Regions from separate parts of the Mus musculus genome. Here regions 1, 3 and 4 are each linked to region 2. Evidence: chromatin contacts called from public promoter capture Hi-C data. All regions are on one chromosome and are shown on one strand. The core of a region is the stretch at or near the end of the contact, and the rest is flanking DNA. Distances in the headings are between cores, read along the strand shown. Region 1 holds the start of Gpr12 (G-protein coupled receptor 12). Region 2 holds the start of Rasl11a (RAS-like, family 11, member A). Region 3 holds the start of Gsx1 (GS homeobox 1). Region 4 overlaps Flt3 (FMS-like tyrosine kinase 3).

Region 1 (2,730 bases), core at 76-2,575, 260 kb before region 2:
ACCACAACGGCATTTTCACAGCAGATGAGGGTTCCTGAGCTGCACAAGACAATGTCCCAGGGGTTGACAACGAGCTCGGGTTCTGACTCCGCAACAGAGCCCTGGGAGGGGACAGCGGCTGAGATGTTCTCTGGAGCACCGGCATCTATACAGTCCCGAGGCAGCCCGCTTAAATTGACCTTCGGGTCTTCGTTCATTTTAACCCCTGTCCTCTTCAACGGAAAGACAGGCTTTTTAATGTTTGGGTACAGTAGGGTGCCAATCCAAGATCATGCAAAACACACAGAGAAAGACAGACAACCCTGGGCTCAGCTATCAGTGTCAAAATGCCACGAGCTTCAGGAATTAAAAACAAAAGCTAAAGTCTGCAACCGAAATGCTGTTTGTCTCTGAGGGAAACACGGATCAGGACTCCCGAGGCGGCACATGCACACTCGCACACTTGCCAAAACGCTGAAAACCGACATTGGCTAATTGCATCTCCCATGCCGAAAACCAACAACTGTTTGACATCTGGGCTGCTGAGAGAGCACCGCCCAGCAGCCACAAGTCTGCAGGAGGGTGGAATATTTTAAGGGCCCCAAACTCCCACCCTTCCCAAACATACCTCACGCGCGAGCACACCCCCAAACACACCTCCAGACTCAAACAAAGGGGTGGGGTCCCAGTCTCTCCCATGTGCACCGCTCAGAGTGCAAGGGCTACAAAAAAGGTAGGTGTGTACCACAGAGGTGCCCAGACAGACAGAGAGAAAGATATGCATGCATTTGGCACCGCTCCCCTAGCAGCGGGGACGCGCAGCCTGCGGGGCAGGGGGTTACCGGGGGTCACCTTGGCACGCCCTGGCCGAGGGGTGGCTCCTTCAGTGCTGCCGAATAGCTCGGGCCACCCGCGTGGCACGTCCGTGGTGGCGCCCGCGGCAGGTGAGCTGCGGTGCTCGCGCCCGGCTCTCCGCCCTCCGCGCTCCCCGCCGGGCGCGCATCCGCGGGAACCCCACGAGGCTGCGCGCGCCCCCGCAGGTCGCAGCTGCGTGAGGGGCGGGAGCCCGCCACCGTGGACGCCCGCCTGCAACAGTCATGCGAAGACCCACTCGAACGGCCGGAGAGTCTGGCGACCTACTTTGATCCTGTGGCTTCCCCGAGGCGCCCTTGACCCTGGGGCTCGGCTTCTTATGCTTTCCCCTAAAGAATTGTAAACGGCCGGGTTTTCGGGATGAACAGGAGGAATGCGGGGTAAGCAGGTTAGGGCTGGCGGAGGAGACTTACAACAGCAAGCGACTCCCTCTCTTAGATTGCAGTTGGCCGGTCTGCAAATTATTGTTCCCTTGGGGACGTTCGCTTAACTGGATAGGAGCTGCTGCTACTTAGATCGCCCAGCTGCACTTATTAGGCACTCTCGGAGCCGTTCGCGAGTGGAAATCATTTAGGGCATTCTTGCAAAAGCTTCCTTCAGGCACTGGCCCAAACCCAATTCATTTAAGTACCCAAGTGACACTTATTAATTTATTGTTTCCTGTACCTCATCCGCGGAGTCTAGGGTTAAGATCCTGAAGGTTGCCTGCCGGAAAAGGACTAGCCTGTGTCTCTCATCCTGGAACCGGATCAGATCTTAAATTTAATCACGCTCTCCAGCCTAAAGGTGGGAGGAGAAAAGTCCTATTTCCGTGTGACCTCAATGTTGTGCAAGGCAAAGGATCCTGAGGACCCTTCATATGGGGTTATCATCAGATGCATCTGCCTCCCCTGTGTCTCACTGAAATTCCTACTCCAGCCTACCAGGCTCCAAGTCTTAGATCTCTTTTTACCCCATGTTCCCCCACCCCAGCCCCAGCCCCGCGCGCATCCATCAGCAGCTGTCTCTACCGTGTCATGCTCCTGGTACCAAAACCCTCCCTTCACCTCCCTGGTTACAACCTTCCTCTAGCCGCCCCTTCCCCCTTTCTCACTAAGGCAACACACTAAACCCGGTGTGACCTTGCCATAATGCAGCAGATCCGTTCCGCCCAACCTGAGCTCTCACACTGCTTCTGAACTCTCTCCCTGGACATTCTGCTTTGGGACACGTGGAGCTGTTGAGTTTTCTGCTGAGTCTTCTCATGTCCCCCAAAAGGCTCCAGGACTCTTTCTGAGTCCTGTATTCCCTGCGGCAACACTTCTGAAACTTGACTTAGAAACCAGCAGTTCTGGGGTTGGGGTCCCGGCGTCAGTCCCAAGATGCTGGTGATGCCGACCTGCGGGTCACACTTTAAGAAACGAGGTTCTATGGAGTTTAATAGTCGTGTGTATGGAAAGGAGACATCACTTGCGTCAAGGACCGTTTGAAAGCCTGCGTGAACAAATTCACGAAGACATTATCTTAGCACTCACAGACACACCCTGGACCAGTGGTAAGACAAAAATCAACATTATCCCAGGTAGCAGGTACTGCTGTGAAGGGATGCTCCTGTCTCTTTTCATTTCTTTGTAATAAGCGGAAGCATTTTTAGAACAGAGCAATGGGAAATGAGCAATGTGGGGCTGGAGAGGTGGCTCAGTGGTTACATGCTCTGACTGCTCTTGCAGTGGACCTGGGTTCAGTTCCAGGCGCGTATAAGGTGACTCACAACCATCTGCAACTCCAGTTCCAGGGAATACGACGCCCTCTTCTGGCCTCCTGGAGCATTACATGCACAAGGTACACACAATACAAGCAAACACTTAATATACATAAAATAAACAGGTTGTTTAAAAA
Region 2 (2,700 bases), core at 171-2,670:
CCAGCCTCCAGAGGTCTTGTCTACTTTCCCTCACCGTCTTGGGGCTCTGCTCTGCCACTCTGGGGACAAGCCTTGCCAAACTCCCCAATGAGCCAAACTTGAGTGAGTTGGTGATGGAGCAACTCAGCCTATTTCCCTAGGGCTCATAACTTCTCAGTTATGGCCTCAGAGAGCTCAATCAAGCTTGTCAGAGCCTGGCATAGATTAGGAAGAACAGGAGTATGTGGCATCGGGGGCAGTGTCTGGGGAAAAAGGGGAGGGAGGGGGGCTGAAGAGATGGCTCAGCTGTTAAAAGCACTGGCTGCTCTTCCAGAGGTCCTGAGTTCAATTCCCAGCAACCACATAATGGCTCACAACCATTTATAATGGGATCTGATGCCCACTTCTGGCATGCAGGTGTACATGCAGATAGAATACCCATGAAAGTAAATAAATCTTTTGAAAGAAAAGTCTGTTGGAGCGAGCCATTGAGTTCTGTGTGATTTGTCATGCCGTTCAAGCTACCTGATAAAACTAAGAAGGAAAAAGGGAAAGAATGAGGGTAGGACTGTCTAGACAATTGGGCAGATGAGACTAAAACACAGCCTTGTCATGGTGGCATCCAAGAACAAGGCCATGTTTATCTTCTGGGCCCTTCTCCCCACGCCCTATCCTGAGTTCCACCATGTACCTACCAGGAAATCTTTGAATAGTAAGGTAGGTCCAGGCCCCAAGTGTGTTGCTCATTGAATTTGAGTAAATCTGTTCACAGCAGAAAGGGGCTGTGTTTGGATGCTGAGCTGTGGGCATGACTGCCCCCTAAGGGAGTTCACAGGGAAGTGACTGCAATTACCTTGATTCATACTCAATTAGTTAATTAGGAACCTTGCCCTGGCTCTACCCATTTCCTCAGTGATGTCACCCCTCAGGACCCTTTTAAATTTTTTAGTTGTTTATATTTGAGACCGGGTTTTACGTAGTCCAAACTGGCCTTGAACTCAAACCCTCTATGTGACCAAGAATAACCTTAAACTTCTGACCCTCCTGCCTCTACCCGCTAAGCGCTAGGATAGCATGCCAGTGTGCCACCACACTCAGTGTACAGGATGCTGAAGATCAAAATCAGGGTTCTCATTAGGACTGTTTGACAAAGACACAAAAAGGGATCTCTTTCCCATTGTCCTAGAAACATCCAGCCAATTGAAACTTTTGCTCTTTCGGTGGCTCAGATTCATGCTCTAGGCTGGTGCTCCAGACTGGAGGCTGCCTCCAGGACACGGCAAATACAATTTGAGCAAAGGCCTCCCCTGGGCTGCACCGGGAGGAACCCGCGCAGCTGGGCGGGCAGAGCGCGTCAGGCAGCCTTGAGGAGCGCACGCCCGCGGGTGACAGTCCCCTGCTCGGGCGCTGCTCCCACCCTTCCAGGAAGGGGCGGGGAAAAGGAGGCGCCAGAGGCAGCCACCGCGCTCCCGGAGCTCTTTAAAATCCAAGAGCCTGGGCAGCACCGCTGGCCGCGCCACATCCCGGCGCTGTTGTGTCCGCGCGTATCCAGGCGGCTCTCGTGCAACGCGGTCTCGGGACGCGCCCATGCGGCCGCTCACCATGTCTGGGCACTTTCTGCTGGCCCCCATCCCGGAGTCCTCCTCTGACTACCTCCTGCCCAAGGACATCAAGCTGGCCGTGCTGGGAGCGGGTTGTGTGGGCAAGAGCGGTAAGTGGGACAAAGGCGCGCAAAGCCGCCCAGGGACAGCGGAGGGTCTTCACCCGCAGGGATGCCGGGATGCCGGGATGCCGGGATGCAGGAAGACCCCTGCCTGTTGCTTCAGAGGTCCATTTCTGAGCTCTGGACGGGGTTGGTGCCTGTTGAGTGTCGCTCTAGTCCGGTCCATCACATTCCGCGGGGAAAGGCACTCCGCGGTGGCGGGGCTTTGTCCCGGGAACCTGGGGGGACGCGTGCTGTTCCTTTGAGGGCCCAGTTTGGAACAGCTTGACCCACTTCTTCAGCTGATTTTCCTACTTTATTTTTTCAGCAATGATTGTGCGCTTCTTGACCAAGAGATTCATCGGCGACTACGAACCCAACACAGGCAAGAATGTTTCCGTGCTTCCTGGCTCTTGTACTTGTATCTCTTTGCCCTCCCCACCCCTCTCTCTTTATTTTGCTCATGGGGCCGTGGGAACTTAGATGCAAATTCCTCTTCGTTGTACAGGCAAACTGTATTCGAGACTCGTCTATGTGGAGGGGGACCAGCTATCCCTACAGATCCAGGACACTCCGGGAGGCATTCAGGTAAGGACTGTCAGGAGGGTATGTGGTGCAGGCTGAGGTGTTTGGCTCCAGGATCTCAGTGAGATGTCTCAGCATGCCCAATATGTAGGTGTGGGCACACAAGGTGTGCTGAGGGTTGGGATGTTGGATGCCCTCCTAGGTGGCAAGAAATGGTTGATTAGAACTAGTTTCCTCTTAAATGCTAATTATAATTAGTTAATTATTTTAAAGATTGCTGTGTAGCCCTGGCTGGTTTGTAGTTCAGGTTTGCTTGGACTCCTTATAATCTTTGATGCCTCAGCCTCCCAAGTGTTGGGATTACAGGCTGAGCCACCCCCTCCCAGCAGTAGCCCTGACTGACCACTGGTGCCCGAGCTGCCTAGGCGGGCGGGCATTGACACTTTCAGAGCACATCCTGGGACAATCTAAAAACCACAGCCTTGGAACTAAGG
Region 3 (2,842 bases), core at 159-2,658, 340 kb after region 2:
CTGCAAACCCATACAGAGGCCTCGGGTTTGGGCGGCCTTGCACTGATTCATCCACCCCCTCCGTAAAGCTCCCCTTTCTTGGTCTCACGATTCCGTTCACGGTTCAGAGCAGGTGACTGTGGCGATTTGTAAAATCGAAAGTAGTAAATTCGAAATCTTTTATGCTAATTTCTCATTGTATGTTAAACGCACAGGGACAGAGACAGCTCTGAATCCCGGGATGATTTTTTTAAAAAACTGAAGCTGTGTACACAGAGCGTGGCATTTGAAGTTGTTTAACCATTGTGTTACCAGAAAGAAAGAAAAAAAAGAGTGCGGCGACGGTAGGAGGAAGCAAAGGGCAACAGAAACTGGGAAAGACAGAAGAGTGCTCTTCCTTTCTCTCCAGCCGTGGGAAGCAACGCTTTCGAGTGCACCGGCGTGTCTAGTGGAGTGTGTGCGAGTGGAGAGTGCGCGCGCAACGTCTGTGAGAGTCTACACCATCCACACTCACCACGTTTGGTGGGGTGGGAAAGCTTCATACCCACGAATTCGGCTCTCACTCCCCTTGCTATGTATCTGTCCGTATTTTCAAAGACTACCCACCCGCGTACTTGTTTTGTTGCTATTTCTTTACATACACGGCCCTGTTGTTGAAGGGAAGAGCTGGTTGGCCAAGGGTCCACCGAACAAAGATGAGGAGTCACAGGCAACACCAAAATTGGGAGCCTTTGATTTTCTGAGAAAACACGGACAGAGATGAGGTTAGTCTCCAATGAGGACTAGGGAGCCTTTCTCTCATCCTCTGAGGCGCACTCAGAAACCTTGTTTTTCTGTCTCCAAATAGTGCGAGAGAAGAGACTCCACAGGTGGGAATGGTGGCCGCCCATTAGGATGCTTCATAGGATGCAGAGCTGAGCTTCGAGAACTAAGCGAAAGCGATACACTTGGTGGAACTGGGGTGGGGGGAACGAGCAAGGAAGAAGTAACAGAAAGAAAGGGACCAGGATCAAGTGGGCAGAGGAGATGGGTGTGCGCCCACGGGGATCTGTGCAAGCGAGGCAGCACGGGTGCGGAAATCAATAAGATAAATGGACCGATCGCCAGCGCAAAGCCAAAGGAAAGTAAGAAATAAAGAGAAAGAAAAGAATATTAAATCGCGGGAGAATGAGAAAATAAACCCGAAAAGGGAAGAGGAGGGGGGCGAGTGCGCCTGTTACGGCGTGGGTGGGGTTGACAAGAATAGAGTACATTATGCAGTTCATTTAGTTAACAAGTGAAATAATGAGGAAGCGTGCAGAGTGAATGCCAAGAGAAAGGGCACAAAAACCCTATTGAGAGGCCCCGGCCGCTCCTGGCGTAGCCCATCACATGGCAATAGTCCTATTTAAGCGGCGCCGCCGGCGTCTTTCAGCACCACTAGCGCTGGCCAGCACCTCGCCCGCTCCGGGAGGTGCCCGCAGCAGCAGCCAAGGTGATTCCAGCCCGGGCTTGAGCCGCGCGTGGAGCCTCCGGGGCCCGGGAAGCTGCGGGTGGCCGCGGCCAGGGGAAGCTACGACAGGATCTGCAGTTCCCTCGGGCTCCAGGGGCGGGCTGGCGGCAGGTGGACCGCGCGCCGGAGCCATGCCGCGCTCCTTCCTGGTGGATTCCCTTGTGCTGCGGGAAGCCAGCGACAAGAAGGCTCCGGAGGGCAGCCCGCCACCGCTCTTCCCCTACGCGGTCCCGCCGCCGCACGCGCTCCACGGCCTCTCGCCGGGCGCCTGCCACGCGCGCAAGGCCGGCTTGCTGTGCGTGTGTCCCCTCTGTGTCACCGCTTCGCAGCTGCACGGGCCCCCCGGGCCGCCGGCACTGCCGCTACTCAAGGCGTCCTTCCCTCCCTTCGGATCGCAGTACTGCCACGCACCCCTGGGCCGCCAGCACTCCGTGTCCCCTGGAGTCGCCCACGGCCCGGCTGCGGCCGCAGCAGCTGCTGCACTCTACCAGACCTCCTACCCGCTGCCGGATCCCAGACAGTTTCACTGCATCTCTGTGGGTAAGCGGGGTCCCCGCGCGAAATTGGGGGGCGGTGGTCCCGGGGTGGGGGGAAGTGAGTGAGCTAGGGATGGGGAAACGGCGCGCTATGGGGGACGGTGAGGATACTCGAGGGGCGCTCACAGTGCTAGACTGGGACCGGACGTAGGAACCGGGGAGAAGCCAGAAAGATCCTGGGGCGAAGGGGAAGGGGTTAAGGCCAGCTTTGAGATGTTCCTTAAAGGGGTGTTAGGGACAACCGATTCCGAGGAGAATTGGAGTCTGTGACTTGGCAAGGAGGCACCCGCCTGTGGAGTGATGAATGGAAGGATGGAAGGGATGTGTGCCTGATTCCAAGGTTGAGGCTAGCCTCAGTTCAGCGGGAAATTAGGCCCAAGGCTCAGAGGTTTGATGATCTCTCTCTCTCTCTCTCTCTCTCTCTCTCTCTCTCTCTCTCTCTCTCTCTTTCCCTCCCTCCCCCCCCCCCCCATCGCCCTCCAGACAGCAGCTCGAACCAGCTGCCCAGCAGCAAGAGGATGCGGACGGCGTTCACCAGCACACAGCTCCTGGAGCTGGAGCGAGAGTTCGCCTCCAACATGTACCTCTCCCGCCTGCGGCGCATCGAGATCGCGACCTATCTGAACCTGTCCGAGAAGCAGGTGAAGATCTGGTTTCAGAACCGCCGGGTGAAGCACAAGAAAGAAGGCAAAGGCAGTAACCACCGCGGCGGAGCTGGGGCGGGGGCCGGCGGGGGCGCACCGCAAGGCTGCAAGTGCTCTTCGCTCTCCTCAGCCAAATGCTCAGAGGACGACGACGAATTGCCCATGTCTCCATCTTCCTCCGGGAAGGATGA
Region 4 (2,700 bases), core at 168-2,667, 510 kb after region 2:
GGAACCAGTTATGAGAGCTATTGGTACAGGAGATGAAGCTGGGTTATAGAGGGGGGTCCTTGGTGAGTGCGTGGAGCGAGTGGAGGCATAAGGAACTCCACACAGGAAGTCGATGTTGGCACTATTACAATCAACATGCTATCTAACCAGCCTAGGGGCCTGCCACAGATGGATGGATGGATGTTGGAAATACGATCCATAGGAAGTGGTGTATTTGGCTGCGAAGAACGGGATGGGCCATCTGCAGGAAGATGGATGGAACCAGACACTGGGATGTTAAGTAAAAAAGCCAAACTCAGGAAGACAAGCAGTGCATCATCTCTCATATGTAGGATCGAGATTAAAAGGAAAAGGCACGGAAGTAGAGGGGGGAGCTATTTGAGAAGAAGAAATGGACCGACAGGAAGAGAATTGACGAGGGGAGGGGGAACGGTGCTAGTGAACTGGACCAAAGTATACATATGGGAATACCACAGCGACGACACTCCTTATTCTGTGGAACTAGGATGTACGGGTGAAGAAAAACAGTGTAAAAAGAAACCTTCATATCTGTTCCCCGGATGTAACAAGTGATCGTGTTCTGACATTGCTTCAAGGTTTTGTACCTTGCAGATATCAGAGGGGAAAGTCTATCCCTTTTCACATCCTGAATTTGATCTACAGAAAATGTATGTATCCTGTTTTGTTTTGTTTTGTTTTTTTGAGACAGGGTTTCTCAGTATAGCCCTGGCTGTCCTGAAACTCACTCTGTAGACCAGGCTGGCCTCGAACTCAGAAATCCACCTGCCTCTGCCTCCCAAGTGCTGGGATTAAAGGTGTGCACCACCACCGCCCGGCAAATGTATGTATCCTAAAGCTATCCTCTAACAGTTCCAGCTTCCGTTTCTTTCTGTAACCCAGGATGTATAGCATCATCAGTCACCTGGCTAGGAGGTGACTGTGAGATTTCTGTCCATGATGTCCTGTGTGCCATTTCTCCTTTTGGTCTGCGTACTGCAATGCACTTCAGTGACTCTCTGTCTCTGTCTCTCTCTGCCTCTCTCTCTGTCTCTGTCTCTCTCTCTCTGTCTCTGTCACTCTCTCTGTAGTGTGTGTGTGTGTGTGTGTGTGTGTGTGTGTGTGTGTTTGGAGAGAGGGGCTCCCTTTATCCTTACAGGGAACACCTCAGCAAAAGAATGGGCCATCAGTCCCGAGGGGATGATACATCTCAGCATTCTTGAAGTTGTGAGTTCAAGGCCTGCCTGACCTATATAGCAAGACATCGTGTTATAGAATGACAGGCTGGGGATGTATTTCTGAGGTAGAGGACTTGCCTAGCATTCACAAAATCCTGGATTCAATCCTCTGCGCTGGGTTAAGAATCGGCTGAGGGTGGCCCTGCTCGAGGGTGGATGCCAGATGGGAGAGGATGGGACAGAGTGGGAAGTGAGAAGTCCCCGGTGTGTTTTCTACCCAGAATCTGTGTCAAACTGTAACACAGAAGCTGATACCAACTGAACGATGAGAAAGAGGAAGGGGTGGGGGCTTGCCTTCCCTGCTTGCAGTCTTTGCTCACGACTGCCCCTGCCTGCTTCTCGTTAACCCTCAGTGCTTAGCAGACAGAATAATGCAGAGGGCAGAAGAAGGGGAGGGGAGGCAGCTGGACTCGTTCTCTGAGGGACTTTGCTGAGATAACCCCACCTTTTGGTACCTTTTAGCATCTTCACCGCCACCTGAATTGAGACTCCCGTTTTACTAATGCCATAGGCCGTGGCGTTCATCACCCTCCCGAAAGCGCCAGACCCCAGGACCTTCCCTGTAAAGATGGAGTAAGTGCGGGTTAAAAAAATGTTTGCAAGGCAGAGGCAATGCCACCGAAGCTCTGAACAGTCAATCCTTACCAAACTCTAAGTTCTCTCTCGGGAACTCCCACTTAAGGTCATATTCATAGTCCCTGAAGTCAACGTAGAAGTACTCGTTATCCAGGGGGCCAGTCACCTGGATCATCTGCAGCTGACTCTCGTACCTAAATTGCTTGAGAGATGAACAGCGGGTCAGCAGCGCTGCAGAGTCACGACAGGGATGAGCCTTCGCCAACCGGTTTTTACCTTTTTGTATTTGTGGCAGATCAACACAATGAGAACAACAATGAAGGGGAGACAGAGCCCAATGGTCGCATAGAAGGAGATGTTGTCTTGGATGAAAGGGAAGGGGCCTGCAAGAGAAGCAATCACTAGGCGGGGGCGAGATAAAACAGGCAGGCCTGTTTAAGTCTCTTGTTAGAGTCTCTCACATCCTGTTCAAGTAACCACCATCTTCAGGCCTTATGAGCAATCTGTGTGTTCTGTCTGGGTGCCCCACAGAAAGTTGGTTTGTTTCTGTAAACAATGAGTCCCCAGAAAAATCAGAAACGATTCTGAACCCATCTTAAAAACTGGACCATGATGTCACGTGAATAAAGCCCATATAAACCTTTTACAGAGCCCGTGTCAGGTAAAAAGAAGTCTGTGTATTTGTTATCAAGGTTCGTCACACACATGTAGAGAAGTTATGTGTATGACTGCTAGCCTGCATGTGTGTTTGTGTACCATGTACATGCCTGGAGCCCTCAGAGGCCAGAAGAGGGCGTTAAGGTCCCCCCCACCCCCCAGAGCTGGAGCTAAAGCTACAGATGGCTATGAGCCACCATGTGGGTACTGGGAATTAAACCCAGGTCCTCTG

What was found. Promoter capture Hi-C pulls out the DNA fragments that hold promoters and counts their contacts.
Region 1: a contact with region 2 is called in a promoter capture Hi-C map of pre-B cells, with 4 times the contacts expected there. The contact joins the promoter of Gpr12 here to the promoter of Rasl11a in region 2. A contact is called at or near these places in 5 of 39 promoter capture datasets (the C10 cell line, hippocampal neurons, liver and 1 more), 1 of 115 datasets of contacts at active chromatin or transcription factors (embryonic stem cells) and 2 of 9 other capture datasets (adipose tissue and pancreatic islet).
Region 3: a promoter capture Hi-C map of liver shows a contact between it and region 2, with 2.3 times the contacts expected there. The contact joins the promoter of Gsx1 here to the promoter of Rasl11a in region 2. A contact is called at or near these places in 7 of 39 promoter capture datasets (cranial neural crest, embryonic stem cells, hippocampal neurons and 3 more) and 2 of 9 other capture datasets (adipose tissue and liver).
Region 4: a contact with region 2 is called in a promoter capture Hi-C map of hippocampal neurons, with 4 times the contacts expected there. The contact joins the enhancer-like site here to the promoter of Rasl11a in region 2. A contact is called at or near these places in 5 of 39 promoter capture datasets (the C10 cell line, embryonic stem cells, hippocampal neurons and 2 more), 5 of 115 datasets of contacts at active chromatin or transcription factors (the SCID.adh cell line, astrocytes, bone marrow-derived macrophages and 2 more) and 1 of 9 other capture datasets (adipose tissue).

Annotation. Positions count from the first base shown.
Region 1 is chr5:146,583,914-146,586,643 of GRCm38.p6, forward strand. Gpr12 (G-protein coupled receptor 12) reads right to left here and starts at 1,326. Exons shown (of 2, transcript NM_001359056.1): 1 at 832-1,326; 2 at 1-212. The coding sequence starts at 197. Gm34333 (a long non-coding RNA gene) reads right to left here. Exons shown (of 4, transcript XR_377206.1): 4 at 2,703-2,730.
Region 2 is chr5:146,843,651-146,846,350 of GRCm38.p6, forward strand. Rasl11a (RAS-like, family 11, member A) reads left to right here and starts at 1,421. Exons shown (of 4, transcript NM_026864.1): 1 at 1,421-1,690; 2 at 2,010-2,066; 3 at 2,190-2,269. The coding sequence starts at 1,567.
Region 3 is chr5:147,187,288-147,190,129 of GRCm38.p6, forward strand. It overlaps Gsx1 (GS homeobox 1), which reads left to right and starts at 1,409. Exons shown (of 2, transcript NM_008178.2): 1 at 1,409-2,011; 2 at 2,491-2,842. The coding sequence starts at 1,603.
Region 4 is chr5:147,352,919-147,355,618 of GRCm38.p6, forward strand. Flt3 (FMS-like tyrosine kinase 3) reads right to left here. Exons shown (of 24, transcript NM_010229.2): 13 at 2,088-2,194; 14 at 1,881-2,013; 15 at 1,691-1,795. Among named protein-coding and RNA genes, the nearest start is that of Urad, 32 kb to the left of the region's middle. Within about 2 kb of position 1,418, at least 26 of the 459 cell types and tissues checked have an H3K27ac peak or open chromatin away from gene starts, as enhancers often do. A contact at or near this core is called in the SCID.adh cell line and hippocampal neurons, where this site is marked.